2 separate regions of the Pan troglodytes genome follow, and region 2 is linked to region 1. The links are chromatin contacts, called in public HiChIP or PLAC-seq maps. All regions are on one chromosome and are shown on one strand. The core of a region is the stretch at or near the end of the contact, and the rest is flanking DNA. Distances in the headings are between cores, read along the strand shown.

Region 1 (4,402 bases), core at 721-3,220:
AATTTTTCCCGTCTATAGGCAATGGAGAGCCATTGCCTATAGTCATGCTGTGTCTTTTATGTTTACAGTTTTGCTCCTTAAGAAGCTGTTTTTCTTGTCTTTACGTGCAGATTCTTTCCCAATAATTAGGAAACACTGCCATCATGTGGCTCAATGGATGCATGCTCCAAACTTAAGTTGCTGAATGTTCTATCATATTGTTTAATAATTAAACCAAAGAACACATCTCTGAATTCAAACAGCTGAGGTAAAGAATGTCAACCTGTCAAAAAAGGACATTTTCTATAAAGTTTTTCAAAAAATCAATACCTGGGTTCAATGACCTGATTTTTTACTTTGCTTTTAAAATTGTAACCTGGCCAGGCATGGTAGACTGTAATCCCAGCACTTTGGGAGTCCGAGGTGGAAGGATTGCTTAAGTCCAGGAGCTTGAGACCAGCCTGTGCAACATGCTGTGACCCCCTCTCTGCAAAAAAAAATGAACAAATTTAGCCAGGCATGGTGGTGTGGAGCCTGTAGTCCTAGCTACTCGGGAGGCTGAGGTGGAGTATTGCTTGAGCCTGGGAGGTGGAGGCTGCAGTGAGCCATAATGGCAGTACTACACTTCAGCCTGGACAAGACCCTGTCTCTATAAATAAATACACACATACATACATACATACATACATAAAAAATAAAAAATAAAATTCTAACCTAAGTGTTTAGAGATTCTGATCTCAAGAACCCTTTCTATTCCCAGTGACCCCTTATTTAAGACTCATAAGTTTTCTGTCCCTGCAATGGTTCCACCCTTTCCAGGGCAGTTTGCATCAAGCTGTATCCAGGATCTTTCCCTTAACTGTGCCAGATTTTGTTTCAGTCCTGGGATTGTTCTCCTTGTAGGTCCACAGTTGGACAGACCTAAATTCAAATATTCATACTATTTTTTCCCTGTGAGCTTCAGTTACTGCATCTATAAAAGAGGCACGACATCGGCTGGGCGCGGTGGCTCACTCCTGTAATCCCAGCACTTTGGGAGGCCGAGGTGGGCGGATCATCTGAGGTCAGGAGTTCCAGACCAGCCTGGCCAACATGGCGAAACCCCATCTCTACTAAAAAATACAAAAATTAGCTGGGAGTGGTGGCAGGTGCCCGTAATCCCAGCTACTCAGGAGGCTGAGGCAGGAGAATGGCTTGAACTTAGGAGGCAGAGGTTGCAGTGAGCCGAGATATCGCCACTGTACTCCAGCCTGGGCTACAGAGTGAAACTCCATCTAAAAAAAAAAAAAGCGACACCTTCTTCATAGGGTTATCATAAGATGAAGTGATAGCATGTGTAAACAGTGCCTGGTACACTGCAGGTCTTCACATTGAAGGAGTCCTGTTTCATCCCTCTGTCCTTGAGGACCTGTTATTTTATTTTATTTATTTTATTTTTGTTTATTTATTTATTTTTGAGACAGAGTCTCTGTCACCCAGGCTGGAGTGCAGTGGCATGATCTTGGCTCACTGCAACTTCTGCCTCCCGGGTTCAAGCGATTCCCCTGCCTCAGCCTCCCAAGTAGCTGGGACTACAGGCGCCCGCCACCATGCCCGGCTAATTTTTTTTGTATTTTTAGTAGATATGGTGTTTCGCCATGTTGGTCAGGCTGGCCTCGAACTCCTGACCTCAGGTGATTCACCCACATCGGCCTCCCAAAGTGCTGGGATTACAGGCTTGCACCGCGCCCGGCCTGGGGGTCTGTTATTCTAAGCACAGAGCTGGCACTTGGTGGAGGTCTGTGATCTGATTGATATCCGAGATTTACCTGGTCCTCGGCAACGTTCCTGAGAACAAAACTACTCATCCCCTCAGGTTTTGGGGACCATCCCTATTTCCATGCGTTGGCGGTGGACCCTGGGCTCGCTGGGGTTTGCAATCCACGTGTCTCCCCTGCGCGCAGCAGGCGGCAGGTGCATGGGCGTGAGTAGGGCAGGGCCCCTCCGCATTCATTTCTCGCCGCTCCCCCCGCCGGGCCTGGGGGTTGTGTGTGTACATAATTCAATCCCCGTGGGACTGGCGTCTGGCCTCACGCGCGGCTTGGCGGATTGGCTGTTTCAGCTCGCCCCCGCCCTCCGTACACCCCGCGTCCCAGGTGGCTCGGGCCCCTGTGGTGATCTCTGTTTACCGAGAGAGCCCGTCCAAGTTGGGCTCCATCGCTGCCCTCGCTCCCCTTCGGGGCCCCCGCCCGCCTGGGAGGCAGAGAGAAAGCCGGGCCCAGCCCTTCCTCGCCCTTCCCCTCCCCGCACCGCCCGGAGAGGTCGGGTAAGGGGGAAGGAGTGTGCGTGGGACGGGGAACCTCGGGCCTGGGGATCTGGCTGTCCCCGTCCCCGTATCTCGCGCGGACCCGGGAGTTCCAGCCCTAGGCCAGGCTCCGGCTCCCTCCGCCCCGCGCCATCGCGCTCGGAGTGACGGGCCCACCCCGGGCGAGCAGCCAGAGGCTGGATCTCAGGGATGCCGGCTCCCCAGCGGAAGCACAGGCGTGGAGGCTTCTCTCATAGATGTTTCCCCACCCCGCAGACGGCGATGACCCCCCAGCCCGCCGGACCCCCGGATGGGGGCTGGGGCTGGGTGGTGGCGGCCGCAGCCTTCGCGATAAACGGGCTGTCCTACGGGCTGCTGCGCTCGCTGGGCCTTGCCTTCCCTGACCTTGCCGAGCACTTTGACCGAAGCGCCCAGGACACTGCGTGGATCAGCGCCCTGGCCCTGGCCGTGCAGCAGGCAGCCAGTGAGGGGGGCCCTGAGGCGGGAGACAGGAACGGGGAGGAGGAGCCGTGAGTGGAGGGATGGGAGACCCACCTGATTACCCGACAACCTGAGAAAGGGCAACCGGCTCTAGAAAAGAGTGCATCTTGAGGTCAAGGAGAAGAACCATTAGTTCGAGGGAGGCAAACAGCCAATGAGAAGTGTTGGAGAGAGTTTGGGGGCCCGGGGGCGTGTCTTCCGTTGACTCCGCCCCCTTTCAGGCCCCGTGGGCAGCGCCCTGAGCACGCGCTGGGGGGCCCGCCCCGTGGTGATGGTTGGGGGCGTCCTCGCCTCGCTGGGCTTCGTCTTCTCGGCTTTCGCCCGCGGTCTGCTGCATCTCTACCTCGGCCTGGGCCTCCTCGCTGGTGAGGGAAGTGGGATGCCCCGGTCATTCAGGGTGAAGGAGGTGACAGGAGCTTGTTGGGATCTGGGGTAGCGAAGGAGGCGGGGGCCTGGTGCGGAGAGCCGGGCTGGGAATGCTGGGGCGGGCGTCCCCAGTGCCGGCCCCCATCCCCTCCTATTCATTCGCAGGCTTTGGTTGGGCCCTGGTGTTCGCCCCCGCCCTAGGCACCCTCTCGCGTTACTTCTCCCGCCGTCGAGTCTTGGCGGTGGGGCTGGCGCTCACCGGCAACGGGGCCTCCTCGCTGCTCCTGGCGCCCGCCTTGCAGCTTCTCCTCGATACTTTCGGCTGGCGGGGCGCTCTGCTCCTCCTCGGCGCGATCACCCTCCACCTCACCCCCTGTGGCGCCCTGCTGCTACCCCTGGTCCTTCCTGGCGAACCCCCAGCCCCACCGCGTAGTCCCCTAGCTGCCCTCGGCCTCGGTCTCTTCACACGCCGGGCCTTCTCAATCTTTGCTCTAGGCACAGCCCTGGTTGGGGGCGGGTACTTCGTTCCTTACGTGCACTTGGCTCCCCACGCTTTAGACCGGGGCCTGGGGGGATACGGAGCAGCGCTGGTGGTGGCCGTGGCTGCGATGGGGGATGCGGGCGCCCGGCTGGTCTGCGGGTGGCTGGCAGACCAAGGCTGGGTGCCCCTCCCGCGGCTGCTGGCCGTATTCGGGGCTCTGACTGGGCTGGGGCTGTGGGTGGTGGGGCTGGTGCCCGTGGTGGGCGGCGAAGAGAGCTGGGGGGGTCCACTGCTGGCCGCGGCTGTGGCCTATGGGCTGAGCGCGGGGAGTTACGCCCCGCTGGTTTTCGGTGTACTCCCCGGGCTGGTGGGCGTCGGAGGTGTGGTGCAGGCCACAGGGCTGGTGATGATGCTGATGAGCCTCGGGGGGCTCCTGGGCCCTCCCCTGTCAGGTAAGGACCTGAGCTCGCAGATCTGCCTACAACTATCCTCTGCCCCTGGGGTTCGAGGCTTCTAAATGCCCTTACCCATCTCCTCAGGCTTCCTAAGGGATGAGACAGGAGACTTCACCGCCTCTTTCCTCCTGTCTGGTTCTTTGATCCTCTCCGGCAGCTTCATCTACATAGGGTTGCCCAGGGCGCTGCCCTCCTGTGGTCCAGCCTCCCCTCCAGCCACGCCTCCCCCAGAGAGGGGGGAGCTGCTTCCCGCTCCCCAGGCAGTCTTGCTGTCCCCAGGAGGCCCTGGCTCTACTCTGGACACCACTTGTTGATTATTTTCTTGTTTGAGCCCCT
Region 2 (4,402 bases), core at 1,203-3,702, 310 kb before region 1:
CAACCTAGGGTGGGTTGTGGCCTTTCTGCCTCCCTCAGTAGATGGCTTGGAACATAGCAAAGAACTCCTCTTCCGATGTTCCAGAGTGTTCTGGCCTCTCATTGGTCAGGCCAGGCCAGGCCACCCAGCTTCAGGAGGAGAAGCCATGGTCCAAGAGACCGCATTGGGAAAATGCAAAGTCCTTCCTTTTCCCCAGACCCCAATATCCTTCCAGGGTTTTGCTAGGTCTAGTCTGGGTAAAGAGATGTTCCCCCCTTTTCCAAGCCCTTAAACACTGAGCTCCAAATCAAGGAGAGACTGGAGGTGCTCCGCCTTAGGCAAGAACAAGCTGAGAGAACCTTCCCTACCCCTTCCAGGGTCAGCACAGGTTGAGACCTTCTGGACCACTTGTGAGTCCTTGGTGGGCTCAGGTTTGGGAATTCCTGCCCACATCTGAGCTCCAGTCAGGTGCAGGAGAGTCCCGACTCTCATAGCTCCTGAAGCAGAGCTGGAAAGAGGCTTCAGGGGTGCTAGTACCCCATTCTCTCTCCTCCCCACAGTCAAACTGAGAACAGCATCCTCAGTGCCGGACAAAGCGCAGAGACCTGGAGTTGAGCAGGTCTTCGGGGTCGGGGAAGACAGAGTCTAGTCGGAAGCCGTGCTCGAGAGCCACGCGCAGCACCTCCTCCAGGAAGCTTGGGGTGCCCACCACCTCCCGCCGCTCTCCCGGCCCCCCAGTCCACAGCGGCTGCAGCCCCAGTCTCCCATACTCCACCTCGGGGAGTTCCGCGGGGCGGGGGGCCCACTCCAGATGAAAATGTGGGCTCCCCTCTGCCCTATCCCCACTGGCCACACCAAATCGGGCCCGCAAAGCACCTAGACACTCAGAGTCGGTGCAGAAAAGGTTGGCTCGGAAGGTGTCCACCTGGACGGAGCTCAGCTCATAGTGATGGGGTCCCCGGCGAGCAGAGAAGTGCACCAGGCGGGGGCTGACATCTACATCTGCGTGGAGCAGGGCAGCTGTGGGTGCAGGGGTCCCCTGAGAGGCCTCCAGTTCCCGCAGCGCGTCCAGGAGGGGCCGGATCTGGTAGAAGTCAGCCTCTGCCCTGAGCAGCGCTGTCTCTCCGTACCCACGGGGCAGGTCCAGGCGGCCCAGCCTCAGGAAATTGAGGATGTGCCGGAAGGCCTTGCCATCCCGGTCGATGAAGTAGTGGCCGCCTCCTTGGGAATTGAGGTTGGGGGGCATGGGGGTGCCGGCCCTAAACATGGCCCCCAGCATAGAGTCTGGGAAGCGGGTCAGGGTCTCCAAAGTGGTGGAATATAGTGTGCCCCCCACATTCAGGGTCACGGGGCCCCCAAAGGAGGGGGGCGAAGAGGGCACAGGAGGAGGAGAAATTTTGGGAAGTACAGGAGACACCGAAAGAAAAGAAAAGGCAGAACTTCCTGGGTGTGTGCAGAATTGGGTCGAAGCTGTCAGATTCGCTGGGTTGGAGGCACAGGTGGAGCACACCCAGTAAGGTTTGGGGCTCACCCCGGCTACTTTGGCGGTGGATGGGGAGGTGGTGTCAGGACACAGAAATCCCCAAAAGGTTGAGAGAAGAGATGAAAAGAGCAGAGGGCAGCCAGAGAGGGGAAGGGAGCTTGAGGTCTGGACGTATCCGAATTGGGGTGGTCAGCGACACCCCTCTGTGGTCTTCAGACAGTGGGTTTCCGGAATCCAACCAGCAGGTGACGGTGGCGAGCACAGGGCCGACTCTGAAGGGATGGCCTCCGAGACCCCGGGCAGATCGCTGCCGCCGTGGACGAGTCCAGCCAGGGCTCTGGGGCCACTCAGAGGCCTGGCCTGGCTGCCGGCGCGGGTCCCAGGAGATGGAGGCGGAACTGACGGGAGCGGATGGCGGAGCCCCCTTGTATCCGCCGGGGAGCGACGATGCGTGCTCAGCCCGGGCTGGGAGTGTCCGAGGGCTCTGATGGAAACAGCCAGGAGTTTCGGGACCCGGCCGCGCCGCCTTCCCTGGGTGTCGCCGCAGCCGCTGAGGTCCTCTCCGCCCCCAGGAAGTGGCCTAAGGGCAGCGGCCCGGGGCCCTTTAAGAGACAACCCCGCCCCTTGGCGCCCCGCCCCCGCGCCCGCGAAGCTCGCGCGGCCCGGGCGGAGGTGGGAGGCTGGAGGCGAGTCTCGGACGCGAGAGACTGGGCGGACTGGCTGGACTGGCAGACGCTGGCGGGACGGGGTGACTCAGGCACGTCGCCCTGGATGTGGCCACGACCGCCCCGCCGCCGCTCAGGTGTGCCCGATCTCACGTCTGCAAGTCGGCGTGGCTGGAGCCTCTAATCCCACCGCTCAGAGCCCGAGGCCCGGCCGGCCCAGCCCAGGAGCCGAGTCCCTCCCAGCGGCTCCCCCGGGGAATTCCCGAGGGGGCGGGTGCTGAGCCGCCGCATTCCGGGGATGCCTTCCAGCCGGGGTGGCCCGGGCGCGCTCTCTCCGCGGCGGCGCGGGGCCAGCGAGCCCCAGGGCCAGCCCCACCCCTCGGCAGGACTGGGCTGGCCACGTCGCCCCAGCCCGAGAGCCCCCGCCCCACAGCGCCCGGCGCTCAGGCCGCGGCCGAAGCTGCCGCCTCGCTCCCCGGAGTCGCACCTTGCTGGACTGGAGCTCGCAAACCCCCAGCCGCTCCCCGCACCTCGGGAGCCGCAGCGCCCAACACCCTACGCGCCCGAAGGTGGCGCCCAAGAAGTGAACCAGAAGGGAAGAGCGAAGCACGGAGGCTTTAATAGCAGAGAGCCCGGTGGCGGGGAAGGGAGGGAGGCGCGGGCCCCGTGGGCCTGGGGTCACAGCGTGTGGAGGTCATGACTGCGCCGGCTCAGCTTCTCCGGGTCGTCTGACGCCATGAGGGAGAAGTCGCGGAAGATGTCAAGATACGTCTCATCTCCTGGGGGAGGGAGGAAAGGCCGGGAGGCGGCTGGGCCCCAGTGCAGAAGGGCAGGATCCGGCGGTTGGGGCCCACCTTGGGACCTCGCGCTCCGAGCCTGGGTGGGAACGTGCGCGCCGCGGGCACTGCGCCAGCACCTATGCCTTGCCAGGGCCTGGCACGTCGCATGCGCCCAATACGCATTTGTTAAATAACGGAATGAATGCAGCTGGGCACTAGGGAGAGAGGTCACCGTGGACCAGAAGCCCAGAGTTCAGGTGTTGGGCCTGGGGGGTGGGGTGGGTGTATTCTTTACCTGCCTGCCCCTGGGCCGCTTCAGCCTCCCTCATCTTTGCCAGTCGTAGCCTGAAGAGGAGGGAATTAAGAAATGAACGACACTATCTTTGGCCGGGCGCGGTGGCTCACGCCTGTAACCCCAACACTTTGGGAGGCCGAGGCAGGCGGATCACGAGGTCAGGAGATCGAGACCGTCCTGGCCAACATGGTGAAACCCCGTCTCTACTAAAAATACAAAAAATTAGCCGGGGGTGGTGGCGCACGCCTGTAGTCCCAGCTACTCAGGGGAGGCTGAGACAGGAGAATCGCTTGAACCCGGGAGGCGGGGGTTGCAGTGAGCCGAGATCGCGCCCCTGCACTCTAGCCTGGGCGACAGAGTGAGACTCCGTCTCAAAAAAAAAAAAAAAAAAAAAGACTATCCTCACCTCCCCCACAACTTCCCATCCTTTGAGCTGGGTTGCGTTCCGTTCATCTGCCCCCACCCCCGGGGTCACGTCTAGTGCTAAAAAGATGCCTGACAGCAATGTTGATGGGCGAATGACGCCTCTCAGGGTGGGCCAAGCATCCTTGCACCCTGCCCGCCCTCCCGCCTGCCTTCTACTCCACGTCCCAGTGCACACTTCGCGCAGCCTTTCTCGAGCCTGGCCCCGGCGCTGGCCCAGCCCCTTCCCGAGGCCCCACCGCGCAGGCTTCTGTTTCGGCGTCAGCCCCGCCCGCCCGAACGTGGGTGGGCGGGGGTGGGGGGAGTCCCAGCGCCAGCCTCGCCCCTTCAGGCATTCTTACAGGGTGACGATGTCAGCGTTGGCTGTTTCCATGGCGATGGTCAGAGGATCCCTGCCTTCAGAGTCTCGAGCCCCCAGATCAGCTCCCCGTTTCAGGAACAGGCAGGCGAGCCTGGAGAGAAGAGCCAGGGTCAGCCGGCCGCCCAACTTCTCCCAGCCTTCCTCCCCATGCCATCATCCCTACCCCGTGTGGCCAAGAATGGTTGCGTGGTGCAGCGGGCCCCGGCCCGCACTGTCCGCTTGGTTCACGTTCGCCCCGTTCTGGAGGAGAAACTCACAGGCCAGAAGAGAATTCTGCATGGAGAAGTCGAGAAGGGGGGTTGAGGGTGGCATCCCTAGTGGTGGATTTCAAGATGTCTTAGGGTGGCGCCAGTTCAGAGAATGGGAGGGTGGAGTGTGGTAATCAGGAGTGTGGAAGGGGTTACAGCTAACTGTAAC

The links. HiChIP or PLAC-seq counts read pairs in DNA pulled down with a chosen protein or histone mark.
Region 2: an H3K4me3 HiChIP or PLAC-seq map of stem cell-derived excitatory neurons shows a contact between it and region 1, with 8 times the contacts expected there. The contact joins the promoter of KCTD11 here to the promoter of SLC16A11 in region 1. A contact is called at or near these places in 1 of 7 Hi-C or Micro-C datasets (stem cell-derived neural progenitor cells) and 1 of 1 datasets of contacts at active chromatin or transcription factors (stem cell-derived excitatory neurons).

Annotation. Positions count from the first base shown.
Region 1 is chr19:17,552,657-17,557,058 of NHGRI_mPanTro3-v2.0_pri, reverse strand. SLC16A11 (solute carrier family 16 member 11) reads left to right here and starts at 1,970. Exons shown (of 5, transcript XM_009431718.5): 1 at 1,970-2,284; 2 at 2,540-2,747; 3 at 2,986-3,129; 4 at 3,296-4,063; 5 at 4,151-4,402. The coding sequence starts at 2,546. The coding sequence ends at 4,380.
Region 2 is chr19:17,863,984-17,868,385 of NHGRI_mPanTro3-v2.0_pri, reverse strand. KCTD11 (potassium channel tetramerization domain containing 11) reads right to left here and starts at 2,452. Exons shown (of 1, transcript XM_016931434.4): 1 at 1-2,452. The coding sequence starts at 1,258. The coding sequence ends at 560. It overlaps ACAP1 (ArfGAP with coiled-coil, ankyrin repeat and PH domains 1), which reads right to left. Exons shown (of 22, transcript XM_016931433.4): 19 at 4,149-4,258; 20 at 3,966-4,076; 21 at 3,202-3,251; 22 at 2,724-2,906. The coding sequence ends at 2,806.